Linked DNA regions of Mus musculus: all the other regions are linked to region 4. The links are chromatin contacts, called in public Hi-C maps. All regions are on one chromosome and are shown on one strand. Each heading gives the region's core, a stretch centred on a gene start, on an enhancer-like site or on the middle of the called end of the contact. The rest is flanking DNA. Distances are from core to core; before and after follow the strand shown.

What was found. A called contact is a pair of places that touch in the nucleus more often than the background predicts.
Region 1: a Hi-C map of bone marrow-derived macrophages shows a contact between it and region 4, with 2.7 times the contacts expected there. The contact joins two enhancer-like sites. A contact is called at or near these places in 2 of 15 datasets of contacts at CTCF or cohesin (large pre-B cells and pro-B cells) and 6 of 484 Hi-C or Micro-C datasets (the G1E-ER4 cell line, bone marrow-derived macrophages, cortical glia and 1 more).
Region 2: a Hi-C map of bone marrow-derived macrophages shows a contact between it and region 4, with 24 read pairs. The contact joins two enhancer-like sites. A contact is called at or near these places in 2 of 484 Hi-C or Micro-C datasets (LSK cells and bone marrow-derived macrophages) and 2 of 115 datasets of contacts at active chromatin or transcription factors (embryonic stem cells and fibro-adipogenic progenitors).
Region 3: a Hi-C map of bone marrow-derived macrophages shows a contact between it and region 4, with 2.4 times the contacts expected there. The contact joins two enhancer-like sites. A contact is called at or near these places in 1 of 15 datasets of contacts at CTCF or cohesin (pro-B cells), 9 of 484 Hi-C or Micro-C datasets (the G1E-ER4 cell line, the HL-1 cell line, LSK cells and 5 more) and 2 of 115 datasets of contacts at active chromatin or transcription factors (bone marrow-derived dendritic cells and neural progenitor cells).

Annotation. Positions count from the first base shown.
Region 1 is chr2:19,082,053-19,086,363 of GRCm38.p6, reverse strand. No RefSeq gene overlaps it. Among named protein-coding and RNA genes, the nearest start is that of Gm33592, 77 kb to the right of the region's middle. Within about 2 kb of position 2,108, at least 6 of the 459 cell types and tissues checked have an H3K27ac peak or open chromatin away from gene starts, as enhancers often do. A contact at or near this core is called in the G1E-ER4 cell line and bone marrow-derived macrophages, where this site is marked.
Region 2 is chr2:19,035,956-19,039,825 of GRCm38.p6, reverse strand. No RefSeq gene overlaps it. Among named protein-coding and RNA genes, the nearest start is that of Gm33592, 31 kb to the right of the region's middle. Within about 2 kb of position 1,430, at least 25 of the 459 cell types and tissues checked have an H3K27ac peak or open chromatin away from gene starts, as enhancers often do. A contact at or near this core is called in bone marrow-derived macrophages, where this site is marked.
Region 3 is chr2:19,143,844-19,148,035 of GRCm38.p6, reverse strand. No RefSeq gene overlaps it. Among named protein-coding and RNA genes, the nearest start is that of Armc3, 53 kb to the left of the region's middle. Within about 2 kb of position 1,480, at least 100 of the 459 cell types and tissues checked have an H3K27ac peak or open chromatin away from gene starts, as enhancers often do. A contact at or near this core is called in the G1E-ER4 cell line, bone marrow-derived macrophages, cerebral cortex and 2 more, where this site is marked.
Region 4 is chr2:19,273,965-19,277,871 of GRCm38.p6, reverse strand. The region is part of intron 10 of Armc3 (armadillo repeat containing 3); the gene reads right to left. Among named protein-coding and RNA genes, the nearest start is that of 4930447M23Rik, 68 kb to the left of the region's middle. Within about 2 kb of position 1,506, at least 147 of the 459 cell types and tissues checked have an H3K27ac peak or open chromatin away from gene starts, as enhancers often do. A contact at or near this core is called in the G1E-ER4 cell line, bone marrow-derived macrophages, cerebral cortex and 2 more, where this site is marked.

The sequences.
Region 1 (4,311 bases), core at 859-3,358, 190 kb after region 4:
TGCTAGATTGACACGTGGGTATTTGCCTCACATAGATAAATATTTTTACTCACTTTATCTCAATAGACTCTGAGCTCTCAGAAAGACTTCATAGAGAAGAGGAAGAAGGGGAGGGAGGGGGAGGGGGAGAGAGAGAGGGGGGGGAGAGAGAGGGGGAGGGGGAGAGAGAGGGGGAGGGGGGACTTAAAAACCCTGGACCCAGTACTTCATAAGGTGTTCCATCTTATTTATGAGACAGAGTCTCTTGTGGAACCTGGAGCTGAGGGATCATCAGATAGACTGGCCACCCCCAACCCCCATCCAACCCTGTCTGCTTCCCAGTGCTAGGATTAAAGATTTGTGCCCCTTGCTGGCTTTTACTGAGGACCACTTCGGGTCCCCATACTTCCACAAGATGAGCTATCTTCTCAGCTCTTGGTGCTTAGCAATTTTATCTTTACCAAAAATAAACAAACAAACAAATAAATAAACGTTTGCCTTAACTGAATTCAGACCTCAACTAATGACAGGTAAGCTAGGTACCCAGAAGGGGGAAAAACAAGAATGTCAAAGGAAGAGAAAAAAAGATTGAAAGAGCTATGTGGGGTGATTTTTTTTTTAGCGTCAACTTTTAGTTATTTTAAAATTTAGCTGAAGTTAATTTGCAAATTAACAGATAGTCTGCTACGTGGCACAAGCTTTCCTGTGGTGCTGCCCTCAAGCCTGCAGCATCACCGAGTATCCCAGGTTTGATGCCCACCCTACAGCTTGTGTGGGGTCTCAGAGGTGACAGCTGTGTTGAACTGTGCTTTTGGAAGCATGGTTTTGTCCAGTCATGACGTTTTAAGACATTGCAAGGAGAGCTGGTGTTTATCTCTCTTCAGGAGGAAGACTGGGCTATCAGCTGTAGTTCAGACTCCAAAATGTCCTGATGCCCATACAAAATTTAAAGAACAGGATCGGGGAAGATGACTCGGTGAGTAAGAAGACTTACTTTGCAAGCACGAGGCCCTGAGCTCAAATCTCTAACATGTTGATAAGAAGCTGGGCATAGAGGTGTGTGTCTTTAACCACAGCATTGGAGGACAGATACAGGCAAATCCTGGAAGCTCACTGGCCAGCCAGGCTAGCTGAAACAGCCAGCTTCCAGCTCAGTGATAAACACTGTCTCCATCCAATAAGGCAGTGTACACTAGACAAAGACACCCAATATTCTACTCTATCCTGCACACTTATGCATATGAGCACACACATCCCACATGCACATATACACGCAATACACACCATACACAATAAACAAATAAATAAAAATAAAAATTGAAAAACAATTTGGGAACCATATTACATTTTCTCTTAAAAAAAATAAAAGTTATATTCTTGGGCCAGTAAGGTGTCTTAGTGGGTTAAGGAGCTTGCTGCCAAGTCTGATGACCTGAGTTCAATCCCCAGGACCCACATAATGGAAGGAGAGAATCAATTCCTGCAAGTCGTCCTCCACACTTCCACTATCTGGCACATGTGTGAAAATGCAAAGTACATAAATAAATTCAATTCAATTTTGTAATGAAAAACTTGTTTTAAAAAACTTTAAAAGAAACATTGACTTCTTTGCTTTCTCAAAATGTTAGTTCATCAGCTTTAGGCAATTTATCACCTAGCTCTTTTCCAAGAACTTACTCCATACTCTCTCACCTCCTGCCTTTCCATTGGAGAAAACAGTAAATGGCAAGTCTAGGTGTCTGAAGCCAGGCATGAGGGTTCATGGAAGGCAGAGGCAGGAGAACTGACACAAGTTTGAGGTCACCCTGGTCTTACATAAAAATCCCAGACCTGCCTGGACAATAGAGGGAAACCTCGTATTAAAAAAGAAATGTAGGGCTAAGGCCAAGGCTTTCCTTAGCCATGTTACCTATTGCTCTCCACTTTCTACTAAGGAGAGGAAATAATTTGGCTCTCTCTTCTCATTGTGTTAATTCTGAATGAGAACTTATTTTTATCATAAATTACTCACATGAAGAAAAAGACGGTTTAAGTAAATAATGAAGAAAATTTCAAATAAGCTATCTGGCTTCCTAAGGATGTTCAGCGTTTTATAAAAGCAACATTGACTCAGACTGGCATGACCACTGCAGGAAATAGTTTGGTGGTTCCCAAAAAGCAGATTTTCACTGAGTGCATGCCCCAGACACTTCTGGAATCTCTCCAAAAAAAAAAAAAAAAAAAAAAATGAAGACATGTGTATCTGAGGATTCGCTTACAGATGGTCCCAGCAGAATTACCCATGCAAGCCCAGGAAAACAGAGACAAGTGGCAAGTCTGTCACCTTTAAATGATATACAAATGGCTGTGTGTGTCCACACAGCCAGAAACTCTCCTGTGATAGAATGAAGGAGTTCTCATGCATCCAATGACATGAACGGACCACAAGAGCACTGTGCTGAATATGTACGACCTCCTGATGTAGCATTTCATTTATAAGAAGCATCTGGGGTGAAGAAAACAGACTGATCAGTTTCTGTCTGGGAGTGGAGATGAGTTGAGCCCATCTGTGAATGGGAGAAGCTGTGGGATCGTAGTAAGGACCTAACCTGGAACGGCAGTACTTACTGTCTCATTGCCCTATCAGAATACCAGTCATTGGGTAATTTATAAACCAGTAAAGTTAGTTAGAGTTGTTCGAGACTCAGCCCAAGCTTGGGCAACCACCTGCTGAAGCCTTCATCCTATGCTGTAACCTGGTGGAGGTACAGAAGGAGAAGCTGTGAACCAAGAGAAAAAACACTAGGGTCAGCTCAGTCCGGAGCACTTTGTTCTCACACTAGTGAATGCCATACAATGAGAGATGGGATAAGCTGGAATACCCACCTAACTACCTCTTAAAGGACCTTTCTACCACCCAATATCCCACAGTGGCAATCGGTTTTCAACATGAGCTTCTGAGGGGCCACATCACATTCAAACCACAACACTACTTAGAGAGCTGTCAAAGCAAACATCCCAACAACATTCCAAATGTACTGTCACAGAGAAGAGAAGCCAAAGGGTGAATCCTGGAGGCCTAGGAGCTCCGTCTTTGACACTGCCCTCCAAGGCAGAGACCAGACAACGAGAACATTCCAAACAGTTCCTGAATTCTTTTCAAAGATTTGCTTTGTGTAGTGATTTTTAAAAAAAAATGAAAAAGTGATTCTGAAATGATTATAGATACATTATACAACTGAGCAACAAATTGCTTGTTATTGTGGAGGTTCAGGGGTCTGACTGAAAACATATATACATATATGAATATGCAAGAGAAGGCAAGAAGAAGGAAAAACCTGTATGTGGGGTGAGTAGAAGAAAAATATTGGGGCATGTGTACAACTCAGTGCGAGAAAATCCTACCTGCCTGCACTGGTCCCAGGTTCCATTCCTCACCCTGCGGAAACTAAAAGGAGACAGAACAAAAAGAAAAGAGGATGGGAAGAGGCCTCATTGCTTTAACTTCTAATTTGGAGAATGCGCAAACTCCATACGAATGCACACTTGCCTGTTGGTGGGGGGATTCACCTCCCCGCCATGAGAAAAGGGAAGCCAGTGAGTAGGGGCTTCATTAAATTTGGGCACTTAAATACTTCAGTATAATAGTAAATTATCAATTATCAATCTTTGGAAAACAGGTTTTTTTCTCATGAGTTTGTACCAATAAATATGTGTAACTATGGAAAAGGAAAGGGCTTCCTTTCAAAGTAACTTCCAAGTGTGCAGTGGTAAATGAGGAGAGAGCCGCACAGGCTCTGATAACTGTCACTGACCATGGCTGAGATCCAATGGGCAAGAATTATCTATAAGTAATAAGTAGGAAAAGAGATGAGGAAGAGGAGGAGCAGATGTTTGCTTGTGCCTCAAAGAGTGTGCCCTGGTGTGCTTTTCAGTTACAAGGAGAAACAGAACAAACAGTGGCGTCTTCAGACCAATGATCAAAATCAGCATCATAAATTCTGATTTTCAGTTCAGCACAAACTGTGTTAGCCGCTCGGAAGCTTGGATGTCACCATTCTGTCCTGACAATGAAAAAGTAAATTTTAAAAAATAACTCTCTTCTTATATTTTCAAGAGAAGAAGTTATCAAATCCACGGGGAACCCGGGCTCAGAGGACCCACAGGTATTTAAGAGTCTCACCACCTAGTGCTTTACCAGTTCTCACACTGAGTATAGGGGACACAAATCTCTTTGTGTATTCAGTAGGATGAGGGAAAAAAACATGAAACCTGCCAGAAAATTCTAATTTTAATATAGTTTGTCCTCTGAAAAACACATTGTATCAGAGCCTGCCTGACTATAGGGATAAC
Region 2 (3,870 bases), core at 181-2,680, 240 kb after region 4:
TGTTTAATATTGTTTCTTTGTTCATTTGGTGTTTTCATTATTATGAGACAGGAGGAATTTCTTTTCTGGTCCATCTTAGAGTTCTATATTCTTCTTGTATGTTCATGGGCATCTCTTTCTTAAGGTTAAGGACGTTTTCATCTATAACTTTGTTGAAGATATTTACTGGCCCTTTAAGTTGGGAATCTTCACTCTCTTCTATACCTATTATCCTTAAGTTTGGTCTTCTCATTGTATACTGGATTTCCTGGATGTTTTGGGTTAGGGGCTTTTTGCATTTTGCATTTTCTCTGACTGTTGTGTCAATGTTTTCTTTGTTATTTTCTGCCCCCAAGATTCTCTCTTCTATCGCTTGTATTCTGTTAGTGATGCTTGCATCTATGGCATCCTGATCTCCTTCCTAGATTTTCTAACTCCAGGGTTGTCTTCCTTTGTGATTTCTTTACTGTTTCTTTTTTTCATTTTTAGATCTTGGATGGTTTTGTTCATTTCCTTTGCCTATTTGATTGTGTTTTCCTGTAATTCTTTAAGAGATGTTTGTGTTTCTTCTTTAAGGGCTTCTACCCGTTTACCTGTGTTCTCCTGTAATTCTTTAAGGAAGTTATTTATGTCCTTCTTAAAGTCCTCTATCATTATCATGAGAAGTGATTTTAGATCCAAGTCTTGCTTTTCTGGTGTGATGGTATATCCAGGACTTGTTATGGTGGGAGAATTGGGTTCTGATGATGCCAAGTAACCTTGGTTTCTGTTGCTTATGTTCTTATGCTTGCCTCCCATCATCTGAATATCTCTAGTGCTACCTGCCGTCAATATCTGACTGGAGCCTGCCCTTCCTGTAATCCTGGTTGTGTCAGAACTCCTCATAGTCCAGCTGTCTCTATGATCCTGTGATCCTGAGATTCTGGGTGTGTCAGAGTTCCTGGGAGTCAAGCTGCCTCTGGGACCTCGACATCCTGATGTGACTAAGCTACTGGGATCCTGAGATCCTGGCTGTGTTAGACCACCTGGAATTTGTGCCTCCTCTGAGTGCTTTGGGACTACTGGCTGCAGAGTTTGCTCCCAGTTTGCACAGAGTAGAAGAAACCAGAGCCACTGGTCAGCTGGGGTTCCTGTGTCCCTGGATCCCTCTGGTCCAAGTTACTCCTGGTGGTGTTGGAACAGATGTTGTGTCCTACTCATCCCAATCCTAAGATCCTGAGTGTGCTAGAGCACCTGGGAGTGGAGTCTCCTCTTTCTCTGTCTTTCTAATAGTTTGGAAGACTGTGAGGGATGGCAGATAAATATGAAAAATTATCCAGTGGTGCAACAGAATCGGGAAAGAGGAAACTTCAGGGCGGAATCCAGTGAGGTTGCTCTCTGCATCTTCCAGCATGAGGGGAGGAAGTTGAAACCTTGAATGTAGCTGATTCTTTCTCTCCTTCTAAACTAAAACTGAAAGCTTGAAGAATTCACATGACCAGCAGGAACCAGTCACCAAGGAAGTAGCTTGTCCCCAGCATCCCCCAGTCCCTGTTTCAGCTTTGGCACTGTCCTTGGCACTGTGGGAGCTGTCTCCTTTTTCTCCCACAGTCTCTGCCGCCTGCAAAAGCCTGGCTTCTGTTCTGCAGGCCAGTCTCTGGCCTCAGAGTGACTGCACTGGGGGTGAGAGACAGCTCTGTGGCAGAACTCTCAGCAGGCAAGAGGGATGGATGCACCAATACATAGTGTTCCATAACCACATGAACTTGGGCCTCTTCCTTTAGGGACCCTTAAGGACACTGACATTTATGGAGCCAGTGTACACTAAGATGTGAGTGCCTAGCGATTCTTGCATATCCTAAAGTCATTTGTATCTTAAATGACATCCCTCAAGGGAATGAGGGGGAGGGAGAGAGAGACTGACTTTTGATGAACTGGAAAAATGGAAAAATCAAGTTTTTTTTGTTGTTGTAATTGTTGTGTTTGTTCATTATTCTTTGTTCATATCAAAGTCACGAGTTTAAGCAAGCTTTAAATTTGAAGGATGTCTGAGTGCACACAGAGGTCCCTATGAAACAAGATTCTGCATCGATTTTACAGAGTTCCTTTCATTCCTTCTTTTTTTGAAGCCAGAGAGAAACTTGGAATGTTCTTCCTGGCCCTCCCCTGCAGCCAGACAGATTCCCAGGGACCCGCTGAGACTCTGGCAGCTGAGATAAGGGATAAATATTTGTAACTGTCTGTTATTTTTAAGTCAGAAGCTGTTTATGTTGGTAAGCTTTCTAAAATTCCACCACTACATTTGTGACAAATGACACAAATGCCGAGTTAATGTTTAAAATCAAATCAAGAAATAGAACACATTCTTTTCTGAGCCACTTTACGCTTTGCTTGTTTTTGCTATTCAGAGAACATCAGAGAAGGAATGGCATGGGGAAACTAAGTATGTTTTGTGGTCCTGATGGTGGGTAGCCAGGATTTGGGGCAGGTTGAGCAAGTATTCTGCCACTGAGCTACATCACCAGTCCTGAAGGGGGTTATTTCCTTTATTTTTTATTTATTTATTTATTTATTTATTTATTTATTTTAGACAAGACTCGCTACAATTTACTGTTGTAGACAAACTGTCTGCTTCTGCCTCTTTAGTACTGGGATTAAAAGCTTGTGCCACCATGCCTAGCCTGAAAGAGATGGCTTGAAAGTTTACAAGCACATAATTTGGGAGGTTAAAAACACTGTGATATTTCTATGTCCTTTGAGCTTTACAAGAATGATCTAAAAATGATGAAAATAAGGTCTGAACCAATCCAGTATCTATGGAAGTTTGTGCATTCACATATATGCACAAGTAGATATATGAACATGAGACTATAAACACAAACACATATGTATCTATGTATAGACAGATATACATACACATTTATGTAGTTGGGTGTTTTTCTAAATCTATATCCTTCACCATTCATGACATGCTAATCTTAAGATTTTTAAATTTGTATTACATTTTGTTTAGTATATATGTCCATGCAAATGCCAGAGTGTTTATGTAGAGATTTAAAGGACAACCTGTGGGAGTCATTTCTGTCTTTCCACCATGTAAGTCCCAGGGATCAAACACTGGTGATCAGTGGTGGAATTTTAGAAATCTTACCAACATAAACAGTATTGGCAGCAAGTGTCTGTACTCACTGAGCCATTTTACTGGTCCAAGAAGACAATATTTGACTTTCTCACATTACAGTATTAACATTTTGCTATTGGTACAGGTGATCAGGAATAGCAACTATGTTTAGCACCACAGAAATGCAAAGCTAGAGTACTCATTCAGGCATGCAGCTCTATGAACCTACCCCCCTCACTTATTTTAACTTTCCAAAGAAGGAATAAATTAAGTTACTACTTCTCATGGCCTAATTTCAGAGCTAAGTCAACCAGGGACTCGACACTTGTTTTCAATACAGGCTTAGCAACAATAACCACATGCATAGCCTGCATTATTCCTACAATCATCCTAATCTAACTGTGAGAGATCCTAGTAGATGGGAAGGTGAATGTCTAGCCCAGAGGTGGTTAGGATGAGAGAGATGCCATAACAGAAAACCACGAAGCAGTTCTCCTGCTAGTATTTCTTGGAGACAGGGAATGTCGTCCTTAGTGATGGATGTTACATTAAGGAGCTGGGGAAATGACTGGCAGGAAAAATGTATTCAAGAGAGAAGAAAGAAAGACATGTGAAACCCAAGCACAGAATGGACCAATGGAAGGAGTTGATCCTACTGAATCCCAGGCCTCCATCGGCTGCTCGGGAGCTATATGACCAAGGACATGGTTCTGGCCTTGCAGAGAGAATCTCTTGTACTGAATGTAAGCGTCACCTGTCAATAAAAATTCCCTGCCACAGGGCACTAGGCT
Region 3 (4,192 bases), core at 231-2,730, 130 kb after region 4:
CCTTTCTTTCCCACTACCTTTGGTGAGTAGTGGGCCATAAGGGAGGTTAAAGTGTTTAAGGACCATCATTGAAAATAGGATTTGAAAAAATTAGAATTACACACCTGGGTCCCTCCCTTCCTCTGTCTCCTGTGATTATTTTGTTCCATCTTCTAAGTGGGATTAAAGTATCCTCACTTGAGCCTTCCTTCTTGTTAAACTTCTTATGGTCTGTGGGTTGTATCATAGGTACTTTTGGCTAATATGTCTGGCCTCAGTGGGAAAGAATTCACCTAATCCTGTAGAGATTTGATGCCCCAGGGAAGAGGGATATAGGGGTGGGGTGGGTGGAGGAGAAGGGAAAAAGGGATTCTGTGAAGAACTCTGGGAAGGGGGACCAGGAAAGGGGACAACATTTGGGATGTAAATAATAAAACAATTAAAAATTTAAAAATTAACGAATTAAGTGAATAAATAGTCATATGATCTTTTAGGGTTTGCAGGGATCTGTTCCATGGGTGGCACAAAATCCTAACACTACTACTGATGCTATGTTGTACTTACAGACAGGAGCCTAGCACTGCTGTCCTCTGAGGGGCTCTACCAGCAGCTGACTTAGACAGATGCAGATACTCACAGTCAAGCATTGGACTGAGGTCTTTGACCCCTATGGAAGAGTTAAGGGAAGGACTAAAGGAACTGAAGGAATAGCAATCCTACAGAAAGACCAACAGTGTCAACTAACCTGGACTCCTAGGAGCTCCCAGAGACTGAGCCACCAACCAAAAAGCATAGAGGGACAGGTCTGAGGCCCCAGGCACATATGTAACAGATTGCCTTGTCTGGCCTCAGTCAGGGATAGGGGAAAGAACTCTGTGAGGGGGAACTAGGAGGGGGCAACATTTTGGATCTAAATAAATAAAATAATTAATAGAAAAAAATCAGGCCCATCAGTCCATCCTCAGGATCATAGTGTTAGCCTTATCTTGCCTCCTCTTTCCCTGTCTCTCAGCAGAACTCAGAGCTTAGCAACATTACCTAGAGACCCTTGATAACACTTAAGGTCCCCTTGCTCTGCATGCCTTTTGGTTTCTCTTTTCTGGAAAAAAAAAAACCTCACCCGTGATGGAGTCAACTGTATGCCTCCTAACAGTCTATAGTCCCCAAAGAAAGGCACACAGCAATGCAGACTTGTCTCACCATGGGAGTATAAATCCTAGCATATGTGTTCATATCACATATCCGCTAATGTAACGGTTCTCTTAGCTCAAGGAATTATATATAGTCTGTGATATGCTTGCTATCATATAAACCTTAAGTGTCCCCTGAACGTGTGCGTGAAATCCTGGCCTCCAGAAGGCACTGCTAGGAGGTGGCAGTGGAGGTGGAGGCTTCAAGAGACGGGATAGAATTTCTGTCCACAGAGCAGTGCTCCAGACGGGCATTGTGTAGCCGCAGCCACTTCCATCTTCCCCCCTCCCTAGCCAGGAAGCAAATGGTTTTGCTTCACCATGCTCTCCTGCATCAACGTGCTGGCTCACCACAGCCCCTGAAACAATTAGGTCCGTGAGTTATGGACTGGCTGGAACCTACAAAACTGAGGAAGCTAGTCTATTCTTATCTGTTGGCCAGCTCAGATGTTTGTTATTGTAACAGAACAGTGACTTACACAGTGATGAAACTGCCTCGAGGTGGCTTCTCAGATACATCCCCATCACTGAGAGATGTGTAGCAATTTTGTTTCTGGATTCTCCAACATTACATTTTATTCCACCACTGTGCAATTCAAATTAAAAGGATATTCGGGTTTTCAGTTTGGTTTCAGTTTCTCTTGTTTTTCTGTCCACTCTTGTTGATTTACATTTAAATTTTTTTTCTCCCTAATTTCCAGACTTTGATGCAAAGGCCACTGGTGGCTGGAGCTTAGCCAGGTCGCTGTCATACCATTACAGTGGCTGCATTGTCTAGGGCAGCTCTTGCTGCTGTCAGAGCCCTACAGTCCCCTGTCCCAGCTCCAGTACAGAGTGTCCCTGTTGCTGTTTGTCTGAGCCATTGTTTCTCTGATTCTAAATTTGGCTTTACAATCTAAGTTCTATCCCAGTTTAAGCTCACACCTGTCCAAACTGACTAAGAAGGTTTGTCACTACTGTGCAAGCTGACCTATGCTTTGCTCCCTGCATGGGGGGGGGGGGGGGCCACACCCTCCTGTTTCTGTTCTCCAAGACAGAAAGAGATGCTCTTTGGGGGTACTCCGATGCACACCTAAGCAAGCTTGCAGGCTAGCTTGGCCTTACTCTTCTTTCTCATATTGTGCTCACACTAACTTCCTTTTCTTCTTCCTTGTAGCCCCAGCCTCCCTGAACTTTAACCCTGCAGACAACAGTAGTGGCGGCAGTGGCAGCAGCAGCTCCCTTCCAGTGGTTTCTGTGGGGAGCCCCTCTAAGATCTCCTTCTCTGCAAAGTCATAACTGAATCTGTCACATCCTCTTCCTTCTCCCACTCCACCAGTCCCCAGCCAGCACCTAACATACTGTCATAGCCCTTCACTTCCCCATTTTGGGAAATCTTTACTCTGAAATTCTTAGCCCCAGTTCAGGTCCCCATCCTGACTTTCAGACCACGTACACCTGATCCCTAGCAGAGGATGGGCCCTCTGGTGAGTTTTCAACTTGAGGATGGTGATAAAATGTACCCCAGCTGCCACTCTGTTCTTGCTCTTATTGAGGCCATCCATCAAGGGTTTACAGAAGGTTGTCAACACTTTATCATGAAGTAGCCTTTGTAGTAGATGATGTTTTCCAAGTGTGGCTGACTGTTGTAAGTTCTCTGAGCACATTCGATCTGAGCCAGGCTAAGATTTGGAATTACAGAAATTTTCATCATAAGGTACTTTTTTGTACTTATGATGGATTTGTTAGAACAAAAGTTCAGGCTATCTTTAATCAACACCCACTTGCAGAGTTAACCATTCACTGCTTTTGTTGCGCATGAAGGTGGACCAAGCAGAATGGGTTTCTGATTTCATAGGAATTTGGCAGGAAACTGCTTCTGAGGCAGAATCCTGCCGTGGGTTCAAGCCCTACTAACCCCGATCAGTTTGATGGAGTACCAGACCCAAGGATGCTTTCACTGCCAAGGGAAGACTGCCATCACCATCCTTCTGTGTGATGACATCTATCAGAAGTGGCAAATGACATTCCTGTCACACCAGCAGCTCAGCCAGGATATTAGTATGTGTGGTACATTCAGTACATTGCTCTTCTGAGATTTAGAAAGATAGAGGCAAAATCTTATGACTTTGGAGAAAAAAATCTTCATAGATTTCCACAAGGAAATCGCTACCTGAAAATCTAATAGAAATGTTCAGGTTCTAATATACAAATCCATTTGGTATTTAATGTTGTTTTATGAATGTACCCTTAAAGTCAGGCTCTATAATTAAATAAATGAGTGCAATCTAAGTATTAATTATGCAATGCCTATTTGCTTTGCCAAAGAAATATGATCCCCAGAAGGCTTTGGTTTTGTATTTAATTTAATTAGTGAATTTAATGCTTGTCCTCTAAATTGCTCTTCTTGTACTTTTGCTAAAGGAAGGTGGCTAGCTTGTCAGAAGGAATCACTCACGAATTGGCTAATTAATTGCTTTAATCCTTATATGATGAGATTCACATGGAGATAGAAGAGGACATTCTAAGGACAGACCAAAAAAAAAAAAAAAAGAAAAAAAAAAAAAGCCCTAATGTGAAGATCTTTTCCATACAAGGATTCTTCATGTAAAAGGATCAGATTAAGGAAAGAAAGGTTTACAGAGATATGTTAATCACTTCTGTCTAATTAGAGACCAAACATTAAACGACAAAAACCAGAAGTCCAAGCAATTTCAATCTTCATAGGCTAGGATTCAGAAAAACCCTGGTGCTAACCTAACCTGACATTTGCCGAATATTGAAGGCCATCACTGTACTACCATGATAAATCCTAGACCTCAAAGGTCACGCCAGTGTTTCTAAAGCTCACATATGATATTACAGTATTTCACAATATAGATTCACAGCATGTCCATTCAAGTTCTCTTTAATTCACTGCCAAGGAGCTAAAACAATCATCTGTGTGTGTGTGTGTGTGCGTGTGCGTGTGTGTGTGTGTGTGATCAGTGTGATAATAAACCTGTTCCCATTAACTGATGAATAGATAAAGAAAATATGTCTCA
Region 4 (3,907 bases), core at 257-2,756:
CGGATCTGAGCCTTTCCGTGTAGCTACAAATAATGAGCAATAAGGGCCTATTCCCAAGTGAAGGAAAAAGATGTAGGGGATGATTAATAATAATATGAAAAGTCAAGGGTGGATACAAAGTAATGTATAGGTTTAAACAGGCTTCAAATTAAAAGAGAAATAATGTGAGGATATCCAATCGGTTTGATAATTTCCTGTGAAAATCAGTAATGCCGGGAAGCAGACAGTACTAGCAACTTTAAAATGTTATGCAAATATCAGCCCCGCTCTGTAGGTAATAAAGGCAGCACAGATAATTTTCTAATTGAACATTTTATGAGATTCACCGAGCCTCAGAAAACTGGTAGTTAATCAAATTCAAAGTGTTTGTCGAGGTCTGGCAAGCATCAGCTGACACAGAGTAGGGATGGGGAATCAGGTGGTTTTATTGAAAACTCAGGTTTTCATTCTGAGTGCTTTTTAACTTCAGTATGACTCCCACTCCACCCCACCTCACCCCACCCCACCCCCAGCCCAATAAAAGCAAAGACAGGACACGATTCTTCTACGCAAACAGGAAGAGAGGCACTATGGGTGGATATAACAAACGGCCACTCAGTAAATTTGGATGGAAGGAATGAGGTATCCTCATAAGGATACAATGAGGACTCTTTTCTTTTGTCATTGTAATACAAAGCACTTTTATCACTTTGTCCATTGCAAATGTGTGTGCGCACCACGGCTTCTGTGTGCAGCTCAGAGGGCAACCTCTGACAGTCAGATCTTTCCACTGTGTGGGTAGGACTTGAGACTCGAACTCAGGCTTAGTGACAAGGGCCATTACCCACTGTCCAATCTCCAAGGCTCTCAAAGGACTTTTAAAGTCCCAAGCGCTTTGAAATTATTATCCTTAGTTTTTTGTTTTTGTTTTTTTAAAATGACGATCCTTTAAACAAAAGCAGCCTTCCTAAGGCAGCAATGTTATGTTGCCTCTCACTTTTATTGGGAGACTTCCAAGCTTCTAAAATTTTACAATGAATTTAAACAAAAATTAAATAATCTTTTCTATTGCCATGGGATGCATCTATTGCTCAAACGTGCTGCGTTTGTCCCTGTGATAACACAGCGAAGCAAATATTCAGTCACTGGTGGAGGAAAAAAAAATAAGAGGTGTCAAAACATTTTGAAACGACTGCACCTCAAAAAGGGACAAAGACAGACACAAACATCTGCTAACCGTGTATTTAGCAGTAGAATACTATCACAGTAAAATGCTTTCCAGATCACAATCTTTTAATAATGTTCCAAAAATATTATTTTAGGCTCACCAGAGTGTTTCAAATTAAATTAGTGTGTGTTTCATTAAAACACAGAGCGCTCGGTCCATTTTTGCCCCTCCCCCAACTCTCTCCTGAGGCGCCACTAGGGGGCAGTATGAAGACGCGGTTCTTGCCGCTGTGGGTGAAGGGAAATCGCTCAGAAAACCATTTTCTTAAGAAAAACCCGACGCGACAAAGACAATAACTGCGTGGCTTAGGCTTTAGGTCCGACCCATACATCAAGCCTATGTGCTGAGTTTGCGTCTTTCGTGGGTCGTTTCTCAGTGCAATGTTTCTTTAAGGGTTTTGAGACCCGAGATTACTTATCCTAAGTGAATCTGAGTGCTAGGGAGCCCTGGGTCTAGACAGAGTGGTAATTTTTCCTTAAAGGACTGTAGTAAACAACCGCAGCCATCTCGGAGGGTGTGTGGCGTCCCTTCCTGCAAGATATGACGGGGAGAAGGGAAGAATTGGCGTTTGGCCACTTTTAACAGATGTGTGTTGTTGTGTTCCTGTCTTCAAAATAAGTGGTCATCACTCACTCTGTTACAGCCAGCATTCTACAAGAAAATATGGCGACTCTACAGATCATCAGCCCCACATCTACAAGTTAAAAGGTATACAACGAAGTGGTAAAATAAATAAACACAGCATATTATGTTACCAGCCCCACGCCCAGCTTTATTTATTCGGGTGGTGATTTTTTTAAAGCATGAACACACACACACACACACACACACACACACACACACACACACACACACACTTTCTGCACTGGCATAGATAATACCCACTTCAGCTCAGACCATTCCTGGCTATGTGACAGGACCTGAGTCCTGGTTTTTCTCAAGGCATGCTATATACTCTTTCAATAGTATATAAAAATCTATCCTGAGGATGTATTTAAATTTTCCCCCACATATTATATATGGTTTTCTTAGACATGATAATCAACAAATAAATTTTGTAGACGTTAAAGTGATAGTATCTGTCTTCCTTCAGCTTTATTTAAAGGGGAGAAATTTTCTTTGTTTCTAGAGAAATTTTAATACCAATACTACTAAATGATCAGTCAGTCATTCATATTGACAGAGATATAGAGTCAAAGAGAGTCAAAAGTTAACAAAGCACTCAGGCACATCCGTGTAAGGCTCTCTGTCTCTGCACAGAGCCCCTTAATCATCATCAGTGTTTGTGCTCCTGGCCGCAGGTCACACAAAAGTAGAGAAGTCCCTGGAGACTTGTCTCTGCTATTTCGAAGGCTTAAGGTAGCCCAACAATTAATCGATGTATTTTTAAGTGGCCAGTTATATATGCTACAATTCAGAACTTTCTTGGGTTGCTACTTTTGTGGGAGTTGAGAAGCTATACAAAAGAACTGCAAATTCCACAGGAAAATGGGGAGAAGGGGGTCTTTAAAACTCTAGGGTCTTTAAAGCTATCTTCATGGAGCTAAGGTAAGATGGCTATGAAGAATCAGGGTCCATATAGTTGAACACAGTTGTTTGTGAAGAGTTTAACCTTAGTTACAAGTTTCCACTTTTTTGTAAGTATAAAATGATTATAGTTGTTGTTTTCAATATTTATTCATTGGTATTTACTAAAATTGTATCTTTAAAAGAGATCCTTTTAAAAAAGCCTGGTCTGCATCTATATTCATCTTCAAATCTTGTCTGGTTTTTCAGTGAGTAAATTTAGTTATTAGTGCAAAGGATTACTGAATTCTTTCCATTTTGGGGGCAACTTTGAATCTAATTCTGGTCAGATCCAACAGATGGCAGTGATGTTATAAACTGTTTAAAATACTCTCATTGCATGTAGGATCGACTACTCAGAAGGATGTCAACCGCAAATCATTTGCTCCATACTTGTATAAATTATTTAAGAATTTGGAATGATTAATTGGGCAGAAAAGTACACAGTAAATAAAACATGAAATTCAACTGGAGATATTTCCTACATTCACAAATTAAATGGCTTCTCCTTTCCAAAAAGCATTATACACAGAGAACTGTCCAGTATATTACCAGCATAGTAAGGAAGGAGCGCTGCCCGAAATTAGCCGAGGGGGCTACCTATTCATGACTGCCTATTTTACTGCTTCATCTCATTTTCATCTTTCAGACAGGCTTGTCTTCACTGCCTCCTACTTTATTTACCCACTTAAAATAATTTCTTTTTCCTTTCATTTCTAACAAGAGACCCTAGCAGTTCTTGTCTCTCATTCAGATAAGTACTTTGATTCCTGTTAGTTGTTCCTTATTCTTCAACCTTTATTCTGCAAGAAACAAAAGACCAAAAGTAAGGATGGAAGGTTTCTAGAGGGAAGCCACTGTTGACTTCTGTGCTCCAAATTATGTGGACACAGACATTATTAGTCACTTCCTGTTTGAAGATACAGCCACTGGTAGGCACATTTGTATGATTTTTCTGTTTGTTTCAGTTTGATAAAATTCATTGATATTTTAGCAAAGGCATTTATCTCTTCCTCTATTGACCTCTGGATATAGTGGTTATTTTATCAAACAATAAAATGGACACTTTGCCTACATGAATATAAGTTGTTTGTCTATCTTAAGGTAACAAAATTATATAGGATCTAATTATGC